Regions from separate parts of the Pan troglodytes genome. Here region 1 is linked to region 2. Evidence: chromatin contacts called from public Hi-C data. All regions are on one chromosome and are shown on one strand. The core of a region is the stretch at or near the end of the contact, and the rest is flanking DNA. Distances in the headings are between cores, read along the strand shown.

Region 1 (6,661 bases), core at 561-3,060, 240 kb before region 2:
GTGTTCATTGAGTTAATAAGTCAATAGTCAATCAGGGGTGGGATACTATGGGTTTTGTCCCCTTGCCTACTACACTCCCTTTCTTACAATTACTGAGCTCAGTCATCCTGATGAACGGAAAGCAGGGGAGAGACCCCAAGGGACTTTGCCAGGACACGGACCAGATAGGACTTGAAAGTTATTCATTACATTAATATTCTGTGGTTCTTTCTTCCTCACTCCAGTTTCTGGCTGTCCCGGGTCTTCTCTTCCCAGTCACACTTGGGATATTTCTTTTCACTGCAGCAAACTCAAAGACAGCTAAACTCTGAAATACAAACATCAGTTTCGAGGAGCAGGGACTGGGCACAAAGGGGGTGCCAGTAAATGTGTGTTTCTGATTAACTCACCTCCCCTGCGTATCAGTACAGATCATCAAAGATCATTGTCATTTTGGTTTTCTGGCCTCATTAATAATGAGACTTTTGCTTGTAAAAATCCCTTGCATTGGCACTGAGCTTTTAACCTTTCCTGAGACACACATAGGCCCTTGTCTTGTTTTTCTCAGTTGAGCTAGGTACTGCCTGATCTGGAACTGGGAAGGTGCACAGGTGTCCAGGGCAGGTGTGTCATTCACCTTTCATTTCTGCCTCAAGATCTCTTTACATCATCCAGACAGGCATGGAGGCTGCCTGAAGCTGTAAAAAAGAAAAAAAAAAACCCAATGGGGATTAATATGAAGATGTAAAATAGGTTCTGGACTTAACAAAAACAAATGAATCTGGAAATTGCTCTTGGGATAGGGCCAGTAAAGTCCTGTTGGTGCCTACGTTTTGGGTATGGCAGCTTCTCAATCACTTAGCAAACATGTTCTCAGAGGCAGGCACTGTGGGAGCTATCAAGATGAAAAAGCACAATGCCGCCTGCAGGAGCTCAGGGTTAGGGAGGGGAGAGGAGACATATACACAGGCAAAGTCAAATTGTAATGGGTAGAATAAGAGTAGAAACAGGAGGGGGTCATGAGGCAGGACACAGGCATTTCCTATGTGGACCCCAGAGCAATGACGAGCAAAGGCTTTAACTAATGACTTTTCAGGGCCACCCACCCACTCCACATCCATAAAACATTTCGCGATGAACACAGCCAGAGCTACGGTTTCCTTCCATCCGGCACAAGAAGCGCTTCTCTGCCCAAGGCCACCCCGTCCCCCATTCCATCGCGGGGGCTTTGGTGGCTGGGACAGAGGCGGAGAGCATCAAGACCATGGGTGTCTTGGGCTACGTTGGGCCTCCGAGGCGCAGGATGCGGGGCGGGGTGGTCAGAAGGCCCCAACACGGTCCCTGGGAAAGGAGAGGGCAGCCTGATCTTCGCGACAGCGTCTCTACCCTCTTTCTTCCTTGGCCTTCCGTCAGCCGCAGTGAAACGGCAACAGTGCGACCAGCTTGGCGGGGAGGGGCGAGGGACGAAGCAAGAAGAGCCGGGCGGAGGTTACAGGTCAGGGGTCGAGAGCGCTTCGGTGTCAGCGGGCTGCGGTGGGAGGAGCTGCGGGCCCGGGGGAGGCGCGGAGCAGGGCTGAGGGGGGCGGGAGGGGCTGCCGGCGGAGGCGCGCAGGGGCGGCGCGCTGGGCTGGGCACTGGCGGCGAGGAGGTGACGCGCTTGGTTGGGGCTCGGCTCCGGGGAGGAAGACTGCGCTCGGTCGCCAGGGCCTGCAGTGAGCCGGGTCGGCCCCGCGCTGCGCCGCGCCCCGCCCACCCCGCCCCGCGAAGGGCGCGTCTGGGCGAGGCGGGGCCCCGGAGGAAAAGGCGCCACTGGGGCGTGGCGGCCGCTGCCAGCGCCGGAGGGAGACCATGAGCCCCTAGGGCCCCAGCCCGCCGGCGCCGAGGCGCCCCCTCCCCTATGCCACCTCGAGCCCGCCCCCTGCCGCGCGCGAGCCAAGGCCGGCGCCCCGCCCGGAGATGGGCAGACGCGTAGATGGCGTGGCTCCCAGCGCCGCCAGATCGCAGGAACCAGGCGCCGGGGCGTTGCGCTGAGGCTCCCTCTCCGCGCGGCCCGGGAAGCCTGCAGGTGTCCTTGGCCGCTCGGCCGCCGCCCCCGGTACACCTTCGCCAGTGCCCAGAGCCCGGCTCCCCAGAGCGGCCCCGCCCCCCAGGCTCGGCTCCGCGCAGGACGCCCCGTCTGAGGCACCCCCGCCCCAGCGCGGCCCCCGCATCGCTGCGCCCGGTCCGGCGCAGCTCCCAGCCGCGGACGCAGGACCCGAGGCTCGCTCCTGCGGGCGCGCTTGTTTTCCAGCTGCCGCCTCGCCCTGCGCAGCCCCCGCCCGCCCGGCCGCCGCGCTCTGCTCTGCCCCGCCTGCCTTCCTCGCCCGGCCCTGGATTTATGAATGGGGGGAAGAGGCCACATGCCGCCGCCGCCGCCTCGTGTTGACCGCAAGCAGCCCGGGCCCACGGAGCTCCAGCTGCCGTGAGAGTGTCGGCCTGGCCCCGGCAGCCGCTCGGAGGACTTGTTGCTGCTGCGCTGCCGCCGCTGCGGGGAAGCCGGCTATTCCGGGGCTTGGTGCGGTCTTGGAGCCGGAGGGTGGCCCGTGTGGGCGCGAGCGCCCCGAACCTTCGCGGTGCGCGTGGACTGTGCGCTTCCTCGTCTTTGGTCGGGGTGAAGGCGGGGGCGTGTCCCCGGCCCAGAGCGTTTGTGTGTCCCGTTGTAGCGGGGGACCGCGTGTGTGCTTGCTTCTACTTCCCCGGGTCCTCCCTCTCTCCGCCTCCCTCTCTCCGGAGCTTCCTGCCCTAACCCCAACCACCTGTGTACCGGAGAAATCCAACTCCTCCCGCTCCGCGTCCTAGGGGGATAGGCAGGGGCAGGGCCAAGCCGCAGAGGGGGCCGCCACCGCCTCCTGCCTCCTCTTCGTCTCCTCCCCCTCCCCCGTCTGACGGTGCCTCCTCGGGAAGGGTGTTTGGAGGGCAGCGGCCGCCCCAAGCCGGAGCCCCGCAGCGCTTCTTATGATCAGCTCGGTGTGTGTCTCCTCCTACCGCGGGCGCAAGTCGGGGAACAAGCCTCCGTCCAAAACATGTCTGAAGGAGGAGATGGCCAAGGGCGAGGCGTCGGAGAAGATCATCATCAACGTGGGCGGCACGCGACATGAGACCTACCGCAGCACCCTGCGCACCCTACCGGGAACCCGCCTCGCCTGGCTGGCCGACCCCGACGGCGGGGGCCGGCCCGAGACCGATGGCGGCGGTGTGGGCAGCAGCGGCAGCAGCGGCGGCGGGGGCTGCGAGTTCTTCTTCGACAGGCACCCGGGCGTCTTCGCCTACGTGCTCAACTACTACCGCACCGGCAAGCTGCACTGCCCCGCCGACGTGTGCGGGCCGCTCTTCGAAGAGGAGCTCACCTTCTGGGGCATCGACGAGACCGACGTGGAACCCTGCTGCTGGATGACCTACCGGCAGCACCGCGACGCCGAGGAGGCGCTCGACATCTTCGAGAGCCCGGACGGAGGTGGCAGCGGCGCGGGGCCCAGCGACGAGGCCGGCGACGATGAGCGGGAGCTGGCCCTGCAGCGACTGGGCCCCCACGAGGGAGGCGCGGGCCATGGCGCCGGGTCTGGGGGCTGCCGCGGCTGGCAGCCCCGCATGTGGGCGCTCTTCGAGGATCCCTACTCCTCCCGGGCCGCTAGGGTGAGTGGCAGGAGCCCGTGTCTCCCCATCTTGGGTCTGCAAGGGGTCCGTGGTGGGTGGTGGGTAGGGGCCGGGAGGAGCAGGGACCGAGCCTGACTTACCTTACCACCGCAGATTGTTCCCGCCTTCCTCTCAACCCCCCTCCGTGGCTCGCAGGGGAATTACACACTCCCACCCTCTCCCCTGCACGCTCCATCAGGAGATTGCACACACTTGACTTACTACTTGGACCCAGTCCCAGCTGCCTGCTTTGCCGCATCCCCTCCAGTGAGTGGGGTGCCCAGCTCAGCTCCTCCACCCCCTTCTTTGGTCTGCACAGGCTGCCCTATCTTCAGCTGCCCTCCACTCCACACAGGACTACGGTCCTGGAAGAGCTGGAATTTGGCCTTCTGATGGGGGCAGGCAGGGTTGAGAGGAAGGAAACTAGGGTGGGTTTTGTTAGATGCTTCCATGCCGTGCCACCTCATTTACATCCTCCCAGCAGCTCAGTGTGCTCACAACTATGCACTTCAGAGAGGAGGATATAGGCTTCAGCATCTTAAGCGCAGAAGAGGCAAAGCTGAGACCACAATCCGGCCTCCTTTCCAGGTTTAAGAAAGGCATTCTTTCTGCCAGGGAGGATACCATGCCCCTGAGGCTTCCTGCACACCTGGGATGTCCTGGCCTCAGCTGGGGTGAGAGGAGAATTAAACACGAAGGGCCTAGTGTTCTAGGCTCTGCAGGCTCCCACGGCCAGTGGCCAGCCACAGGCTTCCTGGTGATGATACCAGATTTTTGTTGCCGCTTCTTTTCTTTCTGCTGCAGCACAAACTGTCTTTCCAGAAAGCCCTGGTTCAGGTTACTGCTTGAAATGGGTGTATGAGGGAAGGGGGAAGCACAGGTTGATTTAGGCAAGACCTACCACCTCCTCCCCAAGTAAATCCAGTTTCCCTAACCCCTTTAGGTGAAAGGGGAGAACGAGCATAATGGTGCTTCCCCCATTATGCTTGGACAGCTAAAAAAAAAAAAAAAAAAAAAAAAAAAAAAATCCCTGAAGGATGGCTTTAGATTCTTTAAAGAAAGCAAACTCTGGGGGCTGGTGTCGGATCTCATGGTCAGCAGCCTAAAGCCTGGCTGGGGTCTGTCTGGGAGACAGGAAAGAGCAATGTATAACTTGTTAGGTCTGGGGACTGCTGCTTGCTGTGGAACCTGGTTGGTTCCTCCAGCATCCCAAATTGTCATGTTAATGAGTCTCAGAGCACCCTCCCTTTCCCAGCACCCCTGTGCTGGACTCCTTCCTAGTCATAGAAGAAGGCAGGATAGGGAATTGGGGAACAGGCCTGCAGGGAAAAGCCAGGCTGGCATAAATGCCAGGCCAGGGCAGATGCATCTTCTGCCTGGAAGAGAAGGGAGGAGCAGAGGTCTCAGGGGCCATGGCATACCGGGCTGGGGCTGCAGGCAGCCACGAGAAGGCAGGGATCTTTCTCAGGACTGACAACAAAGCTAGAGGCAACTGTCTGGGTTTCTTTCCTTGCAGCCCTGAGACTGGCTAAGAAGGTGAGGGCATAGTGATGCCCCTGGCCTGGGTCTGCTGTGAGTTCTACAGGCTTCTCATGTAGGTCACTAACCTTGCTAGTGTTAGCACTTGGCTGTCTGCATTAGGGGAGAGAGAGCAGGCACACATCATTCAGACTCTTTCAAAGTTGGGGGTCGGGGAGGAGAGACAGAGATAGAGATGGGGAAAGGGGACAAACCAGGGAAGCAGGGATGAGATGAGGTGGTTAGGGGAGCTAGGCCCTATTTCTGAGCATTCTGGGACTTCTGGGGCCTTTTCACCTGCTCTTCTTCCCCTCTGGAATTCCAGGTGGCACCCCACATATCATTGAGTTTATTTTCTTCCTAACTCACTGCTGAATGGCCAAGCCAGGGGGCCTCTTTGAGTAAGCTCAGAGCCTGGCCTGCCCCTGGAAGTCTTCCAGGAACCCAGGGTGCTTTGCCCCTTTGACATGGAATCACATCAGCCCAGGCATTCCAGCTGAGGTCTTGAAGTTTATGATGGAGCAAGGTTAATTCTTCCATTTAAACATTGAGAAAACCAGGATTCAGAGACATTAAGTTTCTTGCCAAAGACATTTAACTAATAGCAGAGCCAGGAAACCACCCCTAGTTTCCAGCCTTCTGGTTGTTCATCCTGATGTGAATATCTGGATGGAGCTCTGGCCAACACATGCACTAAAAGAGGACTTGCCTCCTGCTCAGGAGCCCAGGCAAAGGCAACCCTCACCTGCTCCCGGGACACACAAGTGGGAATACATAATTTTTACAAATTAATGAATAACTGCTCATTATTGAGCACCCCAGACAGATACATTGCTGTATATACTTTACGTTAATCTCTAATCCTCCCAATAAACTTAAAACCCGGTGATTATCCCCGTTTAATAGATTGAGGCTGTGAGAAGGTAAACAACTTGCCTGAGATCACACAGCCAGATAGTGGCCAGGCTTTGAATCAAAGCCAGAGTCCCTGACTCCCAAGCCCTTGCTCTTGTGATTATAACACCTTCTTTCCACTGAACTAGGCTGTTTTTGAGGCAGAGAGCTTGTTTCTTACTGTAGCCTGAGAAATGTCCTTCTGAGGTTCTGTACCTCCTGTGGATGGCATCAGAAAACCCAGGGGCAGATGGAGACGTCAGAAGGAAGACTTACTGTATTACCCCTCCAGGCCTGAGGGTACTATGCCATGCGGGGAGTTCTGGGGCTGCACTTTCCCCGCTCCATTTGCCCCTGGCTTGTCACACTGTCCCATCCTTCCCAGCCCTGTTCCCCCGGGTATATGTGCTACCTTCCCTCACTCACAGCTACCTCCTCCCTGGAAGGGCCCGCAGCACTGTGGGGTGGTGGGCGAAGAGGGAGAGAGGAGCAGTGCTCTGCCCTGAGGCGTCCTTTCGCACACAGCAACCTGGTCATTTGAGTAGTGCATTATGACAGGAGCAAAACGATACAAATGGAAAGTGAACTGAGCTGATTA
Region 2 (6,153 bases), core at 1,141-3,640:
GGGATCCTTTCAAGGTGTGAATCAGGCCAGGCGCGGTGGTGCGTGTCTACAGTCCTAGCTACTCTGGAGGCTGAGGCAGGAGCATCGCTTGAGCCCAGGAGTTCCAGGCTGCAGTGAGCTATAATCACACTTCAACCTGGCTAACAGAGCAAGACCTTGTCTCTAAAAAAAATCCAAGTGTATACCAGATCCTGCCTCTCCCCTGCTCCAAACTCTCCAAGGGTTCCCATCACACTTGGAGTCAGCTTCCTGCCATGTCCCACGAGGAGGCTGGATTTGGCCTTTGGCTCCTGCTCCAACTGCATCCCCTCCCATCCCGTCCCCTGGCTCACCTTGCTCTTTGCTTTTCCTGGAACTGGCCAAAAAGCCCTGCCACAGGGTTGTTGCACTGACTTTTCATCCAGGCTCTGTCCAGCTCACTCCTTCACTTTATCAGTCATCTGCACAAGTGCCTTCTCAGAGAGACCCTCACCACATCTAAAATATCACCATTTGTCAAGGTCCGTTGCTTTCCCTGCCTTTCTCCCCACCACCTTTTTTTTATTTTTTGAGATGGAGTCTCGTTTTGTTGCCCAGGCTGGAGTGCAGTGGTGCGATCTCAGCTCACTGCAACCTCTGCCTCCCAGGTTCAAGTGATTCTCTTGCCTCAGCCTCCCGAGTAGCTGGGATTACAGGCGTGAGCCACCACAGCTGGCTAATTTTTATATTTTTACTAGAGACGGGGTTTCACCATGTTGACCAGGCTGGTCTCGAACTCCTGACCTCAAGTGATCCGCCTGCCTCTACCTTCGAACCCAAAGTGCTGGGATTACAAGCATGAGCCACTGCGCCTGGCCTTCCTTTTTAACAGTGCCCAACACAACTGGCCATTTTATTACAAATCTGTTTATTTGTCTATTACCTGTCTCCTTGACTATAGTCAAAATTGCATGAGGACAGGGTTTTGTTTTGTTCACTGCTATATTCCCAGTGCCAAGAACAGTGTCTTCTATACAGTAGGCTCTCAATAAATATAGTCAATGAATAAATAAATAGATGAATACTTGCAAAATCGTATGATGTAAATGCTATTCTTATCCCATGTTATAGATAGGAAAACTGAGGCTTGGAGAGATTAGCAATATTTTCAAGGTCATGAAGCCATCGATCTGAATCAAAGCATCTGCCTCTGGGGGCTTAGCTCCCAGCTCCCGTGCTAGTTAATCTTCCTCTCTGCACTCATAAATGCCTATCAACGTTTCAATGTGGAAACCCTAGACCCCTGTGACATTTGATGAGAAAGGTTTTGTGGATGAATCTGTTTGTGAAATACTACAAACTGCATTTCCCACTTGGTGTTTCAAACACTTATTAGCATATGAAAGGCCCTGAAAAGTTCTGCAAAAAACAAGCCGGTTTGTGTTTCCCAAATTTTTGACTGTAGAAGTCTTTTATTTGTTTATTTGTGTATTAACATATTGCAACACATACCTTGGGAAATGTTGGCTTTTATTACTGTGGAGAGAAGGCAGATCATCTGACAAAGCACTGGGAGCTCTCTCTGGGTCGTATGACACAGAGAGGGCTGGGGTCAGGGGCTTCCCTCACAGGCGGAGGGGCCATCCCAAAAGTCAACTTCCCACCAGACTGGCATCTGAGCCCACCGTGTTTATACACTCACGGATAAGGCCACTCTCATGCTCACCCCTAAAACTGGAAGGCCAGTGGTGTGGCTCTGGTACCTTTCAGCCACAGCCCATACCAGCTCGGCTATGCAGGGTACTGAGAGAGTGTGTGCCCTGTGTGTTTGCTGGCTTTCCGCCCTTGGGTCATTGTACCAAGGGACACTTGCTGGTGTTCATCCTGAGCCCATGAGAGAGCAAATCCTTATGTGTGTGTCACTTAGGAACATCAGCCCCACAAGTCTGGTCTTTTTTTCCTCACTGTCTTATGGCTCCTCACTATAATTGTAACCTTTTAGAGAAATAAGGATACCACCTCACCCTCTTCTGTCTTCTCAGCTACCTCTGTGTTGAGCCCATGGTAAATGCCTAGATAAGTCTTGGCGTGAGTGTGAGGGAACCAATAATCTTGTATGTTGCATAGTTTGGTGCAGGGAAGGATAAATGGTGATGTTGCAAATCCCTTAATTCATTACCAGAGGATTTCCTCTGCCCCAAGTAATATAGAAGGATACCCAGAGGCAGAAAAGAACATTGAGTGAAATATACATAACTGTCTGAATCACTGCGTTCTTGGGAGAGTTAGAGCAACCGTCAAAGCCCCCGAAGTATCCATTTTTATTGGTTTTGATGTTGATTTGATGTTGTTAGAGATTCAGGTCTCATCTTCGCTTCTGAGATCATCTGAGTAACATCGGTGTTGGAGAAGGGAAGAGCAGAGATGAGGCATCCACAGGCAGCCCTGGATCCTGAGTGTAAACATCTGGGAGGAGGCGGGGGATGCAGGAGAGCCTGGCCTCCCCAGCTTGCCAGGCACAAGGCTGAGCGGGAGGAAGCGAGAGGCATCTAAGCAGGCAGTGTTTTGCCTTCACCCCAAGTGACCATGAGAGGTGCCACGCGAGTCTCAATTATGCTCCTCCTAGTAACTGTGTCTGACTGTGCTGTGATCACAGGGGTAAGTCGCCTAACATTCTCTGTGCCTTGGGTTTTGGGAAGATGTCAGGGTCTGCACGGGTTGTGAGCCCAGGAACCATGCAGGAGGCTCTGTTGGCTCAACACAGTGTGAACCAAAGGGAATGGGGAATTATGCATTAAAGGGATTGCATGCGATTTTCAGACTAGTTAGACCTCACTCTACTAAATGGGATCTGCTTTTGAGAAGCTGTGTATGAATCAAATCCTGTTTTAAATGTGTTAGCAGAGCATTGAATATTTTGAAGTTCAGTCCTTTGGTAAAATGAAGATTCCTATTAAGTAATAAGGAATTCCTTTATAAAGTGGATTGGCAAACCTTAATTTATCTTTTGTGTGAATTTTAATTTTTATTTATGGCCTGATTCACATATTAATATTAATATTAATTTACATAGCATGTTGACTTAATTAAAGGCAGTAAGCTTAATTAAAGGTGGTAAGCTTATAAACTTCTATTGTATAAACTTAACCTCTGCTTAGAAAGGATATCTTTGCAACTCTTTCACTCTGTGCCTGCCTAGTTAGTTCTGAGAGAAATATGGGTGACACTAACATTCAGCTGAGTGTACCCCAAAGCAAGCATCCAGATAACAAGTAGAAATCCAGTCTCGAAGCAGAGAAGCAGAGGTTCAGCATATGGGCACTGTACAATTGGTTCAAAATATTCAGATCATGGCTTTCTCTCAGAAGTTTGCTTTTACCTCAAACCACCTTCAAATAGGGGCACATGATGTGTTATGGTAGCAGGACCATTCTTATTGAAGCAGAAAGCAATGCTTTACCTGAGAGCTTTCCATATAAAATCCACTGGAAGAAAAAGGTCGGGGGAGCAGGGAAACTAACTTTTAGTTCAGCCTCCACCAGCTTTTTACATGGATAGTGGAAATGTAGAGAAATGCCAAACAATTCCTGGAATTGGGTTAATTTTACCATTCACAGAAAGGACAAATTCTTTCTTTTCTCTTTTAAAGGAAAAACACTGAGTTCAAAAGAACAAATATTAAAGGCGAGTCAAATGCTTTTGAGATCCAAAGCAAAAATAAAAATAATTGTGAAGGCAGAATTATACCTAATGAAGTGTTTGCACTGTAGGCTGCCCTTCTATGGGGTAGCTTGAAAATCTGGGAGGGCAAGAACAATGGAGAGAAGCCCCGGCTGCTGCGCGGTGAGGGCAGGAGCAGCGTGGTTGGCCTGGATGCCAGGCTTGCCTCACCACCCGTGCCAGCTCCAGCACTGGCCCAGAGTAACATCAGGGCAGACAGATCTGAGAGCGGCAGGCGAACATTTTCACGGTGAAAAGCACAATAGAGAGCACTTTTCCCTAGGTGAGGGAAACCCAGGAAAGACAGGTGAGTGGTGAGAACAGGGCAGTAAGGGGAAGTCAGGAAACCCCAGGCTCCCCACATCCTCCATGTCCTGCTGGTGTCTCACTTCTGATTTTCAGCAGGAGCCCAGGCTCCACCACCTCTACACTCCCCTGCTCCCTGGACTGTAACTGTCCCCACATCCAAGGCTTTATGATCCTTCTTCCAAGAGTGGGACAGTGATGCCCCACCTCTATGGGAGAAGAAGAGTCGACTGGGGTTTCCTTTACCCCAACCCCAAGCTTTTGCAGCCTGGCTGGGTGTGAGATGTGGCCTTGCTGGGCTGGAGACAGGCACAGCTGGGTGCCCACCACCCGTAACTCCTCTGCATGATCTGTGGAGCTGACATCCACTCTTTCCCTCTTGGGTCTGAGCAAGTAGGAGGCTTCCAGGTCCTGCCACGTCCCACACAGCAGCCTGAAGGTGCCCATAGGCTTTTATTGGAGAAGAGTGATCCAAAGCCCAGCTTTGCATTTCAGCTCAGAAAAGCCACATAGCATCTCTGAGAATGGCAAGTGTGGATGCTTCTTCAGCAGGTCCCCACCTGAGTCTGGGGCAGTTAAGAGTTCTGTCTTCCCTGGCTCTGGCTTTTATTTAACGTGGGCTCACGTTAAATGTGAGCTTATTTAATGTGGCCTTCTTTACAAATGGTACCTTCCCCAAACCAGGCAGGGCCGCTCAGCCCCTGTTCTGCGATCCTCTCTGGGGATCATGGAAGTCAGTAGAGAAACCCTGGGAGAGGCACCTGTTCACTGGGGTGCTGGCCCCTCGGCTGAGGCTGGGCCACTTGAGGGCCAGGATGGGGGTGCTTCCATGCAGAGGGGAGGGACTGACCACAGTGCAGAGTCAGGGCTGGAGACTCCTGGTCCAAGGCAGCTCAGTACTGACCACCCAGGAATTTGGGCCATCAGGGTCCCTCCCACCTCTGAGAATTCTAATTAATTCAATTCCACCAGCATCCACTGAGCATCTACTTAGCCCTAGAAAAGCAATGCCTTCTAACCTCCAGCCTTGTCAGAAAAGGAGGACTGTCTTCCTTCTGAGTGGCCTCCAGGAGCTTGGAAGTTCCTCAGATCCAGATCCAATGCCCCGCTGAGCCCTGAGCCTCCCCATGAGGGGAGCAAGGCAATAAAGTGTGGCCCAGGGTGTTCTGTTAGGCTAAGGCCGGGGGTGATACTCTCAGCCTCTTCTTGCTCCATCCTGATAAGGGCTTTTTGGATCTACCCTTCCCTTCTGCTTTCTCTTGGGTGCACTAATGAACTGTTCCCTTCTCTCTCCCTCCTACAGGCCTGTGAGCGGGATGTCCAGTGTGGGGCAGGCACCTGCTGTGCCATCAGCCTGTGGCTTCGAGGGCTGCGGATGTGCACCCCGCTGGGGCGAGAAGGCGAGGAGTGCCACCCCGGCAGCCACAAGGTACTCTGCAGACACTGCATGGGTGCACATATGTGGGTGGGCCATGCGGGGAGCAGAGGGTGATGTCCTGGGGCCTTGCTCTAGCTAGGAAGGCTAGAGAGGCTGGCTCCAGAGAGGCAGTCTAGGGAGGCTGTGGCTCCAGAGGACTTCACCCTCCTCTGACAGCTGATCCAGCCCTGATCCAGCCCCTGAATGTCCAAGGGGAAGCAGAAGGCTATGGGGTTGCTGTGCCCCCGCCACCAACATGCATCCACCTTACTTAGTGCCCTGCAGATAACACATTTGTACATTTATTTGTACAGGGCCTGACATGATCCATCTACAAACTTCTAGCACAGGTTGGAGAACCACTGATCTTTATTTGATCCTCACTGCAACCCTGGGCAATGCTGAGGAAACTGACATACAGCAAAGTCATGTGACTTGCTTAAGGCACACAACCAATGAGACAGAGCTGGGACTGGAACTGCAGTTTTCCGATGCCACCTCTAGTTACACCTCACTGATGTTGGGCACTGCCTCCTTGTTTTTGGGGGGCAGCCTCAGGTGGAGGGGTGCCACTGATCTCATAGGCTGTTAAACAAGCTGGGCATTCCCAGTCCCTAATTTGCTGTGTGGACTTGGGCAAATTACCTCACGTGCTCTCGGGCCACACTTATATGATGAGTGGAGCAGACTCACTACCTCTAATGTCCCTTATGGATCTGATGAATTCAGATTTGGGAAGGATCTCACATGCC

The links. Hi-C and Micro-C count contacts between places; a contact is called where the count stands out from the background.
Region 1: a Hi-C map of stem cell-derived neural progenitor cells shows a contact between it and region 2, with 2.4 times the contacts expected there. The contact joins the promoter of KCNC4 here to the promoter of PROK1 in region 2. A contact is called at or near these places in 5 of 7 Hi-C or Micro-C datasets (blood, induced pluripotent stem cells, a lymphoblastoid cell line and 1 more), 1 of 1 datasets of contacts at active chromatin or transcription factors (stem cell-derived excitatory neurons) and 1 of 1 other capture datasets (stem cell-derived neural stem cells).

What each region holds. Positions count from the first base shown.
Region 1 is chr1:120,978,527-120,985,187 of NHGRI_mPanTro3-v2.0_pri, reverse strand. It overlaps KCNC4 (potassium voltage-gated channel subfamily C member 4), which reads left to right and starts at 1,810. Exons shown (of 4, transcript XM_016925872.4): 1 at 1,810-3,651. The coding sequence starts at 2,974.
Region 2 is chr1:120,738,948-120,745,100 of NHGRI_mPanTro3-v2.0_pri, reverse strand. It overlaps PROK1 (prokineticin 1), which reads left to right and starts at 2,390. Exons shown (of 3, transcript XM_001162989.4): 1 at 2,390-2,616; 2 at 5,288-5,413. The coding sequence starts at 2,545.